Linked DNA regions of Hordeum vulgare: region 2 is linked to region 1. The links are chromatin contacts, called in public Hi-C maps. All regions are on one chromosome and are shown on one strand. Each heading gives the region's core, a stretch centred on a gene start, on an enhancer-like site or on the middle of the called end of the contact. The rest is flanking DNA. Distances are from core to core; before and after follow the strand shown. Region 1 holds the start of LOC123442943 (60S ribosomal protein L18a-like protein). Region 2 holds the start of LOC123442947 (metacaspase-1-like).

What was found. A called contact is a pair of places that touch in the nucleus more often than the background predicts.
Region 2: a contact with region 1 is called in a Hi-C map of leaf, with 6 times the contacts expected there. The contact joins the promoter of LOC123442947 here to the promoter of LOC123442943 in region 1. A contact is called at or near these places in 3 of 6 Hi-C or Micro-C datasets (leaf and seedling).

What each region holds. Positions count from the first base shown.
Region 1 is chr3H:54,017,619-54,022,417 of MorexV3_pseudomolecules_assembly, reverse strand. LOC123442943 (60S ribosomal protein L18a-like protein) reads left to right here and starts at 2,724. Exons shown (of 5, transcript XM_045119137.1): 1 at 2,724-3,005; 2 at 3,663-3,805; 3 at 4,299-4,431; 4 at 4,516-4,633. The coding sequence starts at 3,796.
Region 2 is chr3H:54,872,505-54,877,607 of MorexV3_pseudomolecules_assembly, reverse strand. It overlaps LOC123442947 (metacaspase-1-like), which reads left to right and starts at 2,660. Exons shown (of 3, transcript XM_045119140.1): 1 at 2,660-3,542; 2 at 3,633-3,966; 3 at 4,060-4,573. The coding sequence starts at 3,179. The coding sequence ends at 4,447. It overlaps LOC123442948, which reads right to left. Exons shown (of 4, transcript XM_045119141.1): 4 at 4,525-4,841. The coding sequence ends at 4,693. It overlaps LOC123442949 (PSME3-interacting protein), which reads left to right. Exons shown (of 7, transcript XM_045119142.1): 6 at 194-262; 7 at 463-881. The coding sequence ends at 705.

The sequences.
Region 1 (4,799 bases), core at 1,475-3,974:
CCGAGGACCGGCCAGGCGGATGAACTCGAGGCAAATCTGGATGAACACTCAAAATTTTGGCAATTTGATGGGTGAAAAAGGTGGGGATGATGGGGAAAAGGTAGATCCATTTGTCCACAATGAAATCCATGGATCCAAATCAACAAAATATCTTCAAATCCAACGAATCCAAGAAATTTTGGTATGACTATTTTTCTGGGGATTTTTTGAAATTAGGTCAAATCAAAACAAAAATTGGCTAGAAAGTGGGGGATGAGACTCCAAGGTGTGAATCAACGTGGCTCATGATACCAATGATACGGGGTTCACCCGTGGTGGTTGATCTTTTCACACTTGGAGGGGGAAAAGGGAGAAAACCAAGAGAAACACACGAACTCAAGAACGATCTATAATCACACATCCACTAGATCCACTCAAACACAAGATGTACATAGATCCAAAGACAAAAAAGGATACACGTAACCGATAGTCTTCCCTACGAGATGGGCCTTGTATCCACGAGGGGATCTTCCCTACAAGAGGGGCCTTGGCATCACTATGGATCTTCTCACATGGAGGACATCTCCATGGGAGGAGGATATTATATGGAGCTAAGCTCAACAAATGTTTGTTAAATCATTAGCTAACCCAAAATGAAGATGGGGGAGGAGTATTTGTAGTACTAGGAGAAATAGAGGGGTACATGGGCTATGGCCCAAGGGCATGTCCGTAGACAGGGCTCGGACATTCGAAAGACGTCGGTCGTCCGGAGGCTCAGCAGGGCTCGGACGTGTGGCACGGTCTGGTCGTCCGAGGACTTTGGATCAGTAGCGACGTTGCCGGATTTCAGGAGCTTGTCGGATGTCCGAGGTTCGGTCATCCGGCGTGGTCCAGATTTTTGAGGTTTTGGTAATGTCTTGGCGAGGTCGGGTGTCCCGGCGGGGTCGGCTGACCGGACGCTGTGGCGTGGGGCCTGGGGAGGCTCTAGGCATCGGTCGCCTGGACGAGCTCGGACGTCCGGACGCTGGGACGGTTCGGACGTCCGACCAGGCTCGGTTGTCCGGCCGCTTGAGTGTTTACCGTCGGCTCGTCATTTTCGCGTTCCTCCGCGATTGGTCCATGGCTTCCTTTTGAGTACGCGAGTATGGGAGAGTCTGTGCTTGAGGCAGTGACCATGTCTTGAGTGGATCAAATGATAGGTGAGCAAGGAGATATGTCACCTCGATTTCAATGGCACATGTACGGGCTCCCGTCATGGGACCACTTAGGGCATCCACAACGTTTAGAGGATGGCTTGCCTCTAAGCTGGGACCCACGTTGGATTATTAGAGTCAGCTTAAGATTACGCAGTGTATGCCAAATGTTCCCTGCCTCTAAGTTGTCGGCTCCTTTCCATCCTCTTGACATGGCACATGCATGCTCTCCTTCTATGACATGTAGGGCCAATGAATTATTTCATTTCATTGAAAGAATTGGAGGCTGCCTCCAAGCGTAGCGTCGATGCTAAACAAATTTAGCTTAGAGGCTGTTCTCACAGTATATAACGTCTGCCTCTATGGCCTTAGAGGTAGCAAAACATCACACTGTGGATGCTCTGATAGCTTGAGGTGTTGGTGATGTATCCATGGAGAAGATCATGGAATGCGCTGTATGAGATTTAGTTTTGAAGATCTCGACGCGAGAAATCCAACGATAAAAATGGTTCGAGATATGGATGCATGTTAAGAGATATAAAAAATTATATAAAAAACGAATCTCCGAAAAAGAAAAACTTCCACGTTGTGACAAATGACGCACATGCAATATAACAGATGTCACAACCATAGTTGATGGGAGTGTCTTTTATAAAAAGTATCCCTTAATTAATGATTTTGCCATATATCAGGTATTTCTAACATCTGAAAAAATATCTGGTGCTACCGGAGCACCTCACATTAGGTGCTTCCGCGCGACCTCGGTCGTCAATCTGAGATCTAATGGATGTGAACCAAAGCGCCATTTCATTAATGTTTGGAAGATTTTTATAAAACATTTATGCTGAATTTATCTTTTTTGTTTCTCGATGTGTATTTTCAGTTTTGATTTGAATTTTTTAGGGATTGTATGTTCATGTGATGTGAACATTCATATTTTTTAGGATTGTACGTTCATGTGATGTGAACATTCATATTTTTTAAGAATTTTTTGAAACATTTACATGTGGATTTTTAAAATTGGAAGCACTTAATGTAAGGTGGTTTCATAGCACCAGATATTCACCCCATTGACCAAAGGGAGACATCAAAACAGGTTCAAAAACCTCTGGTAAAATTTCTCTCTTCCTTTTAATATATACTCCCTCCGTACCTAAATATAAGTTTTTTAAGATATTTCACCAGGTGTCTACATACGAAACAAAATGAGTGAATTTATACCTTAAAATATGTCTACATACATCCGTATGTAGTCCATTAATGAAACTCTTAGAAAGACTTATACTCCCTCCGTCCAGAAATACTTGTCCTAAAAATAGATATAATGGATGTATCTATAACTAAAATAAATCTAGATACATTCATATCTAGTACAAGTATTTCTGGACGAAGGGAGTATTTAGGAACAGAGGGAGTATATGACGTGGTATTTTGACACAAACTGACCTTTTCCTCCCTCTTCCATTGACGACAGCGAACGAGTCGTTATCCGTGTGTTAAAAAGGGCCGCCCTCGTGTCTCCATCCCCTCTTTCACCAACGCGGCACATAGCGTGGCGGTAGGTGCACGAGACCCGCACCGCGCTGCGTGTCCACACACACGCATACGAACAACCGGTTGGACCTCCTCCTCCTCCTCGGCTCCACTTTCCTGCCTCTCCCGGTCTCCCCCTCGTCGCCTCTTCCAGTGCTCTCTACTGCTCGCTCTCCACCCCCACCCCGCTCTCGTCCGGCGTCGTCTCCCCCTTCCACCTCCCTCGCGGTTTGCCCCGCCGGCGGCGACGCGGACCTGCTGGTGCTGGTGCTGGTGCTGGGTCGGTTTCTTCTCTTGCGGGTAAGGAACCCTATCCTGTCCTGACTGAGTGGATTATCTTGTTCGTCTTGCGGTTACCTTCTTCCCTTTGCTGCGTGGCGGCCGGCGACCGAAGCCTGAATCCCCGTCGCGGTAGGTGCCGATTTGTCTGTCTGCTGCGTGGTGGACTGGTTGGTAGGTGCCCTTGCTAATCTAGTCCATCCACCCGTACCTGGTCTGCCTGCCTTAGCCGCTTCTTCTTCTTCAGCGCGCCAGACCGATCTGAGATGGCCCCGTAGCGCGGCCGCAGCTTATTTTGTATGAATTCGTTAGATTTGTTCTACTAACGGGAGTTGGAGTGTTAGAGTTCAGAGCAAGAGGAAATAGCTCAAAATGTTATGCTCTCCTAGTCTCGTCGGAAGCCGTAGTGTTCCTGACTGAGTACCCCTCTTGGATTGACTTCTGTATGCTAATATCTGGAATTCAGACACCTGCTGCTTCTGTATGTTAATATATTTGGAATTTGAGACACCTGCTGGTCACTGCTTTCCTCTTTGCCATGAAAGAGTACTTCCAATTGCTCACAACATCTGTCCCTACCGATTAGACTCATATGCGTGTTTATGCAGAAGAAATTACATTGTGGATATAATTTTCTCTCCGATGCAGCAAGATGACCCCATCCTGACACACTTGCAGGATTTATGTGCCAAGCTGGCTACTGTTCTGTTTTATTCCTCGGATCAGACTTGTTGAACTGATTCCAGCAAGGAGGAATCTGCCAAGCAGCTTGGTGTTAAGTTTGGATCTTCCCTAAACAGCTCTAGATTAAATGGGGGAAGGTAATTGCTTTTTCAACCTTGTATCTATCTTTTGCGTTAAACTTTTGAGATTTGTTTTGCCGCTAGATCGCTTATGTTATGCAGGATCTTTTCGCGTTAAACTTTTGAGATTTGTTTTGCCGCTAGATCGCTTATGTTATGCAGGATCTTTTCGCGTTAACCTTGAGATTTGTTTTGCCGCTAGATCGCTTATGTTATGCAGGATTTTTTGAGTTAAACTTAAGATTTCCTTCGCCGCTAGATCACTTACGTTGTGCAGGAGAACAGAACCCTTAGTCTGTCATTGTAAAAGACAGTAACATCTATTACGTGATGTTGACATACGTGGTAGCATAATAGTGTATAAACATCAGTGAGATATAACATAATTAGGATTCAGAGTTTACAGTTGTTCCTCTGTTTATTAGGGCTTTAGCTTGATCATGATGTGCATTATTTTTAATTTTGTTCATACGATTACTTCTTACTCCGAATCACACTTGGCATTGCACAGCAAGCTCGGATGAACTTTGCCATTGTCAAGGGTGTCTTGGCAAGTACACCCTACTCAGAGATGAAGAGAACCCACAGCTGGCGAAGTTTGAGAGACGGCTTCCTTGCTTTGGTTGCGGAATAGGATGGTCCTCGTAAGAATCCTTTACCATCTACACAAACTTCAGTTCAGTTTCCATATTCTGCATCTGGCAATATCAAACATGTTTCGGTTGCAGATTTCTTTTAGGTTTCTTGTGTCCATTGCTTTGGTACTACGCGACGACTCTTTACTGCTGCAAGTACTACAATAGGGACCCCCGAGAGCGCCCGGGTCTTGCTGCCTCTGCTATTGCGGTAGGTTGTCCTTGCACTGTAAATCCTGAACATGTTGCTATAATTAATGTAGCTTGAAAGAAAACAACTCATAGATGCAAAGTAGTGTAATAGATAAACCATATCTAAGGCACAGAAAGCTAAAGAGTTTTCCTGTAGAAAGTCATTTCTTCATGCATGTAAACAA
Region 2 (5,103 bases), core at 1,411-3,910, 860 kb before region 1:
CATGTGAAAACAGCAGATAGTGGAGCCTTTTAATCCTCCACACCCGATTCTATGCTTGGTCTTAATAAGCCTGTAAAGTTCAGCAATTGTTTCAACATCACAAGAATGTGGGAGGCAGGATAGGAAGGCTTGCTTGCTACGACTAGGGTTGTAACTCATATGGCATACCTAATGAATGTCTTTCTTCCTTCAGGAGGCTGTAGCTGCCCAGTCCACTATTGCTCATGAACTTGGTGAGGTGCCTACAGTCTCTAGGCCTGAGGTAGGCAACAACAAGAAAGCATATTTAATTTCATGCCACACTTTTAAATTTTTAATACAAGGTTGCGAAAAATTACAATAGATACTGCACATGTGGCCAGTTGCTATAGTTACATTCCCCATCATGATGGTGGAGGCAAATAAAACATTTCTTGGACCAAATTGCCCTGGTTTTCATCTTTGTTTATATGTGATCTTCAGGAGAGCAAGCCTAAGCCACCTCCAAAGAGGAGCCAGCCTGAGCTCCTGAGAAACATTACAGTTTCCGTGAAGCCACGAGCCAAGAAAGCAAAATCTGACGCGGAGAGTAAGCCTGTTCCCAAGGAGCTACCTTCGAATGGGCATGATACAAACTGTGAGCCACAAGGTGACACCAAGAGCAGCGTGCTTGGCTCTCTGGCCGCATACGGGGACGATGACGACGAAAGTGGCGATGAACCATGACCAACTGTAATATTCCAGACTCTAGAATGCTCATTGTATGCAAACCGGAATCTGACTGCGACGCCGCAGCAGCCTGCAAGAGGTTTTTTCCTGGTGAGATGCAAAGGATGCATCCATGATTCTGTTGCAGTGTATGAACGTATTGTCGAAGGTGATGAGTTCTGTCTGACCAAAAAGATCTAACACCATAATAGTGAGTGAAACGATCTTGTTAGCGCCATTATGGTACGACATGCAATCACAGCCAGAATTCACCTATCAAAGGCCACATCCATCCACTGACCATTGTACAAAACTCAGAGTGAAAAGATCGTAGGTGCAGTAATTCCGAATGAAATCCTATATGAGTGCCGATGCTGTTTCTTGCCTACTTTTTTTTCGAGACAAGGCTATTTCTTACCTACTATTTTTAGACAAGCTATTTCTTGTACTCCCTCCGTTTTTTCTTAGTCCGTATATAAGATCTGGTCAAAGTCAAACTTCATAAACTTTGACTAAATTTATAGAATAAAATATCAACATTTATAATATTGAATCAATATTAGTAGATGCACCATAATATTAATTTTCATAGCATATAGGTTTAGTATTATAAATGTTGATATCTTTTGATATATATTTGATCAAACTTTGTATCAGTTGACTTTGATCAAATCTTATATGCAGACTAAAAAGAAATGGTAGGAGGCATTTATCGTGAAGCTACTGGGCTGGTCCAGTGCTGCAGCTATCACTAGTGCGAGTTTTTTTTTTCTTTTATGTATCCCCCCACCCCCCTTCTAAAAATTGTGTTTTTCTTATGGGTTTTCATTGCTTTTGAGCTGTTTATTTATTTTTCTTCTTTCTTAGGTTTTCACGGGGTTTTCTTGTTTTTTTTCTTTTCCTTTCTTTAACACGTGTCTACCATTCTTTCATTACACATTGTACATTTTTTGTATACACACGTAACATTCTTTTATACATGTTGAGCATTTTTAAATTACATGATGTACATTTTTTAAAATATATGTTTTTGAACATCTTTTCTTTTACATGTTAAACATTTCTCAAATACATGTAGAACATTTTGAGTGACATGAAACATTTTTCTAACTACGCCAATATTTTTTTATTGTATACACATTTTTGAAAAATATCACAAACAAAATTTTGAAACACGTTACATTTTTTTAAAATTATGCAAACAATTTTAAAACGTCCTGGCATTTTTCGGAATGCATGCACATTTTTTATATTTCATGTTCATTTATTTGAATGGTATTAAATACATTTTTTGAATCACGCTAACTTTTTTTACATTGTATAAATATTTTTGAAAAATGTCACGAACATCTTTTCTGAAATGCTTGAACATTTTCTTTGGATGCTATCAACACTATTTTTTGAACCATGGGATGGATGTATTAAAAATTTAAGAAACATGTTTTTATGTTTTAAAAATATAAGTACAAATAATGAAAGAAAGCCCCCCTCCATGGGCCGCCCGATTTAGGGGGCGCCTAACTCCTAAGCCCCATTTTCTTGCTGCTCTAAGGCCTTCTCCACTTCTTTCTTCAACTCCTATGGTGTAGTTCCTTCTTGATACTTTTCCGATGTCTTCATCGAAGTAACCATGTGTCATTCGAATGCATAGGAAGCTCACAGAAGAGTGAAGTCACCTCGGTTTGAATGGCGCGTGCAGTAGCGAAGGACGCACAAAAGTAAAGGTAGGACGGGCTTTGATCACTCGCCACCGAAAAACGCCGTCGTGTCCATGCGCCGCCTTGCACCCAGCATGCGCTGAACAAATCAAGGTAGGGCGGCGCCAGTCCTTGCCCTATTGGGTCCTCTGCTACTGAGCGTCATCAATATCCTATTATATGACCGTAGCCTAACTTGTACTCGTTTCAGAAGACTTAACTTTTGATCTAAGTCAAACAGTGCAAAGTTTGTAGAGAAAAAACTATCAAGAAATACGATACCAAATTAATATCATTTGATATACAATAAAAATGTATATTTTTTCATATTATATCTAAGTCAGTACTGTAGTCGTTGATGATTTTTCTTACAAACTTGATCAAACTATGCTCCGTTGGATCTCAGAGGCGGAAACAGAAAATAACACAATTCCAATTCCAACGACTTTCTCATGTATTCGCATGCCTAACATACCTAACATCGTAAAGACAACTGGGCCGAAAGGCAGTCTTGACAAGGAGATTGGATTGGTGCTAGACAAGAATCGTATTCTACCTGAGCCACCCTCAGATGACAAGAATCGTATTTCCATGCCCACCACACGTCGAAAGCAGAGCAGCTGACAGGGCCTGCCACTAACTAGTGTTCTCTTGGAATAAAGGTTGCGTTGCGTTGCCCCATATCCTACCTTGGCATATTGCCAGTCTCAAGGCAGAATATGGCCCCAGGCATCATCAGCATCTCAATCTCCATGTGATAGTTCAGCTACGACGAGCTCACCTCCATCCGTGGCATGGGCAACACAGGGCCGCCGAGGATGACGTCGTGGTGCAGGCACTGCGGCGCGGGCATCGTGGCGCCGCCGGCCGGGTCGAGCTCCGGCGTCCGGTGCGCGCTCTGCCGCCGCGTGACGCGCGTCGAGCGGCACCGCAGCGTGGGCGCGCCCCCGTCGCCGCCGCGGACGGTGCGCTCTGCCAGTCGCGAGCTGCCGGCCGGCTACCCGGCAACCCGCGGCAAGAAGCGCGCCGTCCTCGTCGGCGTCAGCTACACGGGCACCGACCACGAGCTCAGGGGCACGGTGAAGGACGTCGAGTGCATGAGGACCCTCCTCCGCGACAAGTTTGGCTTCCCCGGCGACTCCATCCTCGTCCTCACCGGTACTAACTAATCCAAGAATTCATTCACGAAGTGAATAAGAGTGTCTGATCATCTGATATATGATCGATGTGTGTTTGTGCTTGTGTCAGAGGAGAGGAGCGACGAGCCGTACAGGGTGCCGACGAGGGAGAACCTGCTGCTGGCGATGCGGTGGCTGGTGGAGGGGTGCGGCGCCGGCGACTCGCTGGTGTTCCACTTCTCCGGGCACGGCGTGCAGAAGCTGGACATGAACGGCGACGAGGTGGACGGGTACAACGAGGCGCTGTGCCCGCTCGACTTCGAGGACAAGGGCAAGATCCTGGACGACGAGATCAACGAGACCATCGTCCGGCCGCTCGGCCCCGGCGTCAAGCTCCACGCCATCATCGACACCTGCCACAGCGGCACCATCCTCGACCTCAGCTACCTCTGCCGCCTCTCCAGGTACGTTGGTTTCTTTCAGGCCGTGCTTGTGTCTCATCTACGTACTCATCTTGACGACGAGTGAACCTTTGCTGTGACCCATCCCATCCAAAGGACCGGGTACTGGCAGTGGGAGAACCACGTCCGTCAGCCGGCCAAGCCGAAATGCACCAGCGGAGGCCTCGCCGTCTCCATCAGCGGCTGCAACGACGACCAGAAGTCGGCGGAGTCGAGCACCCAGGGGTTCCCCGATTCCTCTGCCATTGGCGCCATGACGGACAGCTTCATCAAGGCCGTGGAGTCCGAGCCGGGGACGACGTACGGGCGGCTGCTGGGCGCGATGAGGGCGACGATCCGGGACGGCCAGGGGGCCGGCCGCCGCCTCCTCCCCGGGCGGATCGGCTCCTTCGTTCGCAAGATGATCACCTCCGGCGGCGTGCAGGAGCCCCAGCTCTGCTCTTCCGAGATGTTCGACATCTACCGGAAGCCTTTTCTCCTGTGAAAAGCTTCACCTTACCGATGATGCTGTCGTCCTGTCCTGCACTGTACTTGCGACTTGTGAGCAAACGGAACGGGACATTTCAGTTGTACTGTACTCAGTGGAATTAAAATGAAGGTCCAAACCGAACCACATGTTTCCAGAAACAACATTTCAGTTGCTGAATCCATCAACAGTTCAGGTGTGAATTTTCATGCGGACTACTCGGCATTGAGGCGAGCTGCCTTTGCCTCATGTAATGTGCCTAGCTACTTAGGTTTATCTGTGAGGCTGACAAGGGATTTCACGATCCCAGGGCTGATCTTGTCAGCGAGTGCGCCTTTCTCCGAGATCAGAAATGACTTCTCCTTCACAAAGCTCTGCAGCTTCTTGGTGTCGAAGTCTAGGCGCTCCTGATCTGCAACATCGTGAAGAAACGCGATAAGGAATTGCATAATCAATAGTAATGGACTACGCTTGCTAACGCTGAGCTTCTGTAACAGTTACTTTAAAAGTTTGCATGCAAAGAACATGCCTCAATTATGACACAAGTACGGAATCAGATCACTATTTTTCACCAGGTAAGGAAATCATGTGGTGAAAACAAGCAATTCAACAGGCCTCTGAATATACTTGAAATAAACCCTCCTGGGTTTTGAGGCTTTGCATGCATCAAACCT